2 separate regions of the Canis lupus genome follow, and region 2 is linked to region 1. Evidence: chromatin contacts called from public Hi-C data. All regions are on one chromosome and are shown on one strand. Each heading gives the region's core, a stretch centred on a gene start, on an enhancer-like site or on the middle of the called end of the contact. The rest is flanking DNA. Distances are from core to core; before and after follow the strand shown.

Region 1 (3,146 bases), core at 499-2,998:
GCGCATCAACCCGGACGGCTTTAAAGCCTGCCTTTTCCGACCCACCTCCGCCCTGCTCCCGGTCTCTGATTCAGTCCAGAAGCTGCACGGCCTTCTTGGCGCTTCAGAACAAAGGCCCACCCTCCGGGTATGGCGCCGCTTCGCGCTGCCACGCCTTTGCCCACCCCATACACTTTGATCCAAGCACCCTTCTCACACTCTGCTCACTTGCTCGCGCCCTCCCCTGAACCGCGAGCCCCTTCTCTGATGCGCTCCGCCTGCACCCGCTGCAGACCGGGACAGCCTGTATTTCCCGCCTCCGCGCGCTTGCCAGAGCCATGCCCCCATCCTGCAGCGCCCCCTCACGTCCACAGCGTGCGCTCCAGGCCCAGCACCGGTACCCCTCCCCTGGCACGCCCCGCCGCCGGTGGGCCCCGCAGCAGGGGGATGCCCGCAAGACCCCACCTCCGGCTCCTCCTCAGGCACCAGGCCGGGACGTGGTCTTCTCCCGCTCGCCACCGACAAGGCCGCACTTTCGGGCTGCGACGCTGGCGGAACCCAAGTCCGCAGGCGCTGTGGAGTTGGGGAGCGCTAGGTCAGAGCACGTTTCCGGTGTTTCTATGGCGATCAGCCGCCGCTGCCAGGCTGCACTTCCGGTTCTAGCAGACTCGGAACTAAAGTCTCAGAGGCTCTGGCGCGGGGGCAGCGAGGAATGTCTGTGCCAGAGGACGCTTTCAGTGTCGCCTTAGGGACGGGGTAGAGAAGGGACCAGCGCTGTCCATCCGCGGGCCACGCCCCCGTGCGCTCCCCGCTGTGCTGGAGCTGGAGCGCTGCGACCCAGGCTGGAAATGCGGTCTGAAGCCCCAGATTGGTCTCGGCTGGCTCAGACTGCACTGCGACCCCAGGTGGCAGCCTTCAGCCCTTAACATGAATGGAAGCAGCAGTAGGGCTCGCCCTCTCTGGTCCACCGGACTCCAGCCCTGCGTGGAGAGCAGAGACATTTCTGCAGCCTACCTCCACTCCCGCCGGCGGCTACGAGTGTAATGAGGGAGCAGACACCACCCCAGGCTCTGGCTACCACCTTCCGCCCCTTCTGTCTCTAAGCCTGAGTCCAGGTAGAAGGTGGAGGTGGCCTGTCTCTATGCCGCCTACCTCCTCACACACACAGCAGGCCCACCTGCCCCAGGGCAGGAGGTGAACAAATAAATGAGTGGATATTGAACTAAGTGCCTTCTGCATGCAGCCCTCTGAGAGACACCTCAGAATAAAAGAAGGGCAGGGGTGAGATGGGTGGTGCGTCTGCCAGGATGGTGATGACCAGCCAGACTCCAAAGACCAGAAGTCACTTTAGGGGACAGAATATGTAGGAAGAGCTGTCCGGGCAGAGGAAACAGCCGTGGTCTTCAAGGACCTTGATGGGGTTGGCTATCCAGGACACCGTGAACCAGGCTTGATGGTGAGGCTGGAATGGTGGGCTGGCCTAGTTTTAAGCTTTGTTCATGAGGGCCAGAGGGCAGGCAGGACGACAAAAAAGTCAGAAGATTCCTGAGACCTCAGAGGACCCCATGCCTTGTTCAGTATGTGTGGAATACAGCATGGGGGGAGAAGGGGTGCTGATTTAGCTTCACCTATGAGGACAAGATTAGAGTACCTGCCTCCCACCTTGGGCAGCTGTATTGTAGATGTGTTAAAGGTCAAGAGAGGAACCACTGTCCGTACTGACAGCCTATCCTGTGGCCCATGCCCTGAGGAACCTTATTAAAACTCAAATCTAATGGCCTTAGTGTCTTTCTTCAGAATCTGGGCCCCTCTGGATGGCCTGCCCAGCCTCAGTAGCCCCTCTCCAATCCTATCACTGCTCATTCTTCCTTGGTTCTACCTACCTCAAGGCTGGCTCGTGCCATTCCCTCTTTTTGTAGCACTCTCTCACATAGCTCAGCTGCCACTACCTCCTCCAGGGACTCTCCTGAATGAAGGCCTCCCTGTCTTCTATCACAGGGCCTGTAAGGGTAGGAGTCATCTGTGTCCCTCACCTTGACAGGCAGCTGCTGCTACTACTACTGAATCAGGAAAGGAGGTGCTAACAGCAGCTTCACCCTGTCGTGGGCCTGATTCCACAGGATTCTGGGACATTGTCAGTCACAGGGGAGCAGAATTCTAAAATACCCCTTCCAAGATTCCATGCACTTTTTTTTTAAAGATTTTATTTATTCATAGTCACACACACACACAGACAGAGAGAGAGAGAGAGAGAGAGGCAGAGACACAGGCAGAGGGAGAAGCAGGCTCCATGCAGGGACTCCATCCAGGGTCTCCAGGGACTCGACGTGGGACTGCAGGCGGCGCTAAACCACTGTGCCACTGGGGCTGCCCATGCACTTTTTTTTTTTTTTTTTTTTTAGATTTTATTTATTCATGAGACACACACAGAGAGAGAGAGAGAGAGAGGCAGAGACACAGAGGGAGAAGCAGACTCCATGCAGGGAGCCCGATTCGGGACTCGATCCCGGGACCCGGTATCATGCCCTGAGCTGAAAGCAAACATTCAACTGCTGAGCCACCTAGGTGTCCCCCATATCCAGGACTTATACATAGTAACAGTACATGGCAGATATAATTAAGGTTACTAACCAGCTGACCTTAAAATGAGATGATCCTTGATTGCTTGGATAAGCCAAAGGTAATCATAGGCCTTTCAAGGCAGAGGAGGGAAAAAGAGAGAATTGAAGTAGAAGGATTCCAGGGGCTTTGAAACCCCATGTGACAAGAAATATGGGGGGGGGGCGGGTGTCCAGAATCTGAAAAGAGGCTCACATGACAGCCAGCAAGGAAAATGGGACCTCAGTCTACAACTGCACAGAACTGGAATCTGCCAACTGCCTGAATGAGCTGGGAAGCCAATTTTCCCCCAGAGTTTTCAGATAAGAGCCCAGTCCTGCCCAAAACTTGATTGCAGCCTCTGTGAGACCTAGAGCAGAGGTCACTGCCTGGATTTCTGACCAGCAGAAAAGTAAGCTAATAGATGTGTGTTGTTTTAAGCTACTGAGTTTGTGGTAATTTGTTAAGTAGCAATAGAAAATGGATTAAGCTGCCAGAGACTCAGGGTCTGCACACAGTAAGTTTCTGATAAATGCCACCGTTGGGATCCCTGGGTGGTGCAGCGGTTT
Region 2 (2,800 bases), core at 81-2,580, 260 kb before region 1:
GTACCCATTAGCGGCCAAATTCAGTGCGGGTTTCTTGATTCCCAATGCAGCCACTGCCACCTGCTCAAGTGAATGAAGATGCTTGACCAATGCGCGTCCTGGGACCTCTGCGCTGGTCACGCTGGGCGGTGGGCGGGGTGTCCAGGGGAAATGTCCCTGCAGAGAGCGGACTGGTTGCTGTCCTTGGGGTGGGGGGAGGGCTAGGAGAGGCAGAGAAGAGAGGACAGTGATGGGCGAGTGTGGACTTTGCCAGCTGCTCTATCCCAGCCAATGACTACTTATTGATAGATGTATCATGTTTCTCATTTATTTTCTGTCCCTCTTCACTACACCATCAGCCCCTTGGGGGCAGCTATCTCTTCTCTGTGCTCGGTTTCTAGCACAAATAAATAGTGAAATATTTGCTACGGTTCGATTGTTTCTATTTCTTAAAAAAGACTTATCTATTTATATGAGAGTCACAGACTGAGACAGAGAGACAGAGACACAGGCAGGGGGAGAAGCAGGCTCCTCGCAGGGAACCCGATGCGGGACTCGATCCCGGATCCCGGGATCACGACCTGAGCCGAAGGCAGGCGCCCAACCGCTGAGCCACCCAGGCGTCCCTCTCTCTTCTTTATTAATAAAAATTTTAATGGACCCTAAAAGACCCACAGAAATGACACATCGCAAAGGGAACATCCCAAATCCAGAAAGAGAACACAATCAGCATTAGAAGCCGCGCCTGCCCCCTTCCGGTCACTAAGCCCCCATATCCATGATATTAACAAAACGTTTACACGCAAAATTACACGTGTAATTTTGACGCCTAGAAATAGGTTTTAAGTACAAAGGCTGTATATACTCCGAAGAGTAAAGCATGGCCAGCTAGGACGCCCAGGCCCGGGTTTCCAAGCAGGGCACCCCTCCAGCGAGGGCAAGCTGGCATCTCAACGCGGGGCCGCGGGAGCCACCGCCGCGGAACGCGGGCGCCTGCGGGCCATCCCGGCGCCGCGGCCGCGCGCAGACGCGAACCCCCAGCTGCTGGGGGAGGACGATCCCTCACAGCCTCATCCCTTCGCAGCTCGTCGGCGCTCCCCTTCGTCCCGGGCATGGAGACACCCAGTTGCCCAGTACCTGGGAGAGCACCGCCCGCAGCTGCCCACCCAGCACCGCCTAGCCGGGTCTGCTGCAGGAGCGCCCCCAGTGGCCGGAGGCCAGACGGCTGGACGGTCCCATTGGCCCGAAACCAGAAGGCTCTCATTGGTGGAAGGCTCGACAGATAAAAGCTTCCATTGGTCAGGCCCTGCAGCGCGCCGCACGGTCTTCTGGGAGTTGTAGTCGCAGCGTCACCAGCGCGGCCGCCATTGTGCGGCGGGCGGAGAGCGGAGTGGTCCCTGAGGCTGGGGCTGCTATAGTGTTTACGGCCATTGCGGGCTACTGTCCTCGACCTGTCGGTCCAGGATGAACCCCGAAGAGGAACCGACTGCACTGGCGATGGCTACGGGGCTGCCAGCGGAATGGCTTCAGGTAACAATAATAATAATGATGGCAGCGGGCCGAGCGACTCCCACAGGTATTGAGCCTTTAAGCCTTCCCCGCTCCCTGAAGGCCGCCTGCTGTGTGATGGCTCACAGTAACTGGTGTCAGTGGAGCGCCGAGATGACAATATTAACAGAATAGAAATGCTCTAATTCATGGAGTCAGCAAACACCCACCGAGAGCCCTCCATCGCGTGGCCCCTGGCCCAACCTGAGGGTAAGAACTGGTCACCACGCACCGCATTAGTGTGGCGGGAGCGACTACCGGGGGCGCAGTGGGGCCCACTAGAACCCAGGATGGTCCCTGCTTGCAAGGCCACCTGGGCAGGTGCCTGATTCAAAGCTCGGCAATTCTAGACTGTGGTCTCCATAAAATGCTATCTCCATGTGGCAGGAACCAAAAATAATTGATAATTCCTGAAGGCCACGTCTTTGAAATTTTGCACATACTGTCTTTTGTTGTTTACAAGGATTTGCATTATTTTAGATTGATAACCTTCAATTTGCATGTTTTCAGATAGTGTTATTGCAGATTTATTTTTTTTTAAGATTTTATTTATTTATTCATGAGACAGGCAGAGCAGAGGGAGAAGCAGGCTCCATGCAGGGAGCCTGATGCGGGACTCCATCCGGGACTCCAGGATCACGCCCTAGGCCGAAGGCAGGCACTAAACCACTGAGCCACCCAGGGATCGCAGATTTCCATTAAATGTAACCACGCTTTAGTTTGCTTTTACTGTGGATGGGTGGGGCAGGAATGAGCCTTGTTAAAGTAAAACAGAGATGGATACTAATAAAAGCAGTCAAGGTATATTTTTTAAAGATTTTTATTTATTTATTCACGAGAGACACACAGAGAGAGGAAGAGACAGGCAGAGGGAGAAGCAGGCTCCATGCAGGGAGCCCGATGTGGGATCGGATACTGGGACTTCAGGATCAGCCCTGGGCCAAAGGCAGGTGCTAAACCACTGAGCCACCCAGGAATCCCCTCAGTCAAGATATTTTATTCAGAACCTTTTGGAATAGGAGAAAGAGACTTCATTACAGAATTGGACTCAATTCCAAATACAACAAGTAAAAGTGGGAATTTATACCTGGGGTTAGGGGTGGGTGTAATTCTTGCTAAACTAACAGGATCCTTTTATTATTATTATTATTATTATTATTATTATTATTATTATTATTATTTTAGAGAGAGCACAAGTGGAGGGAGAGAGAAAAGGAAAGAATCTCCAACGGACTCCATGCTGAGCACAGAGCCCAGTGTGGGGCTTGATATC

The links. A called contact is a pair of places that touch in the nucleus more often than the background predicts.
Region 2: a contact with region 1 is called in a Hi-C map of skin fibroblasts, with 3 times the contacts expected there. The contact joins the promoter of ZNF8 here to the promoter of ZBTB45 in region 1. A contact is called at or near these places in 2 of 9 Hi-C or Micro-C datasets (blood and skin fibroblasts).

Annotation. Positions count from the first base shown.
Region 1 is chr1:100,151,341-100,154,486 of UU_Cfam_GSD_1.0, reverse strand. It overlaps ZBTB45 (zinc finger and BTB domain-containing protein 45), which reads right to left and starts at 1,748. Exons shown (of 4, transcript XM_038527505.1): 1 at 445-1,748.
Region 2 is chr1:100,407,212-100,410,011 of UU_Cfam_GSD_1.0, reverse strand. ZNF8 (zinc finger protein 8) reads left to right here and starts at 1,330. Exons shown (of 4, transcript XM_038527508.1): 1 at 1,330-1,509. The coding sequence starts at 1,444. It overlaps LOC119875914 (zinc finger protein 883-like), which reads left to right. Exons shown (of 3, transcript XM_038525517.1): 3 at 899-1,320. The coding sequence ends at 1,320.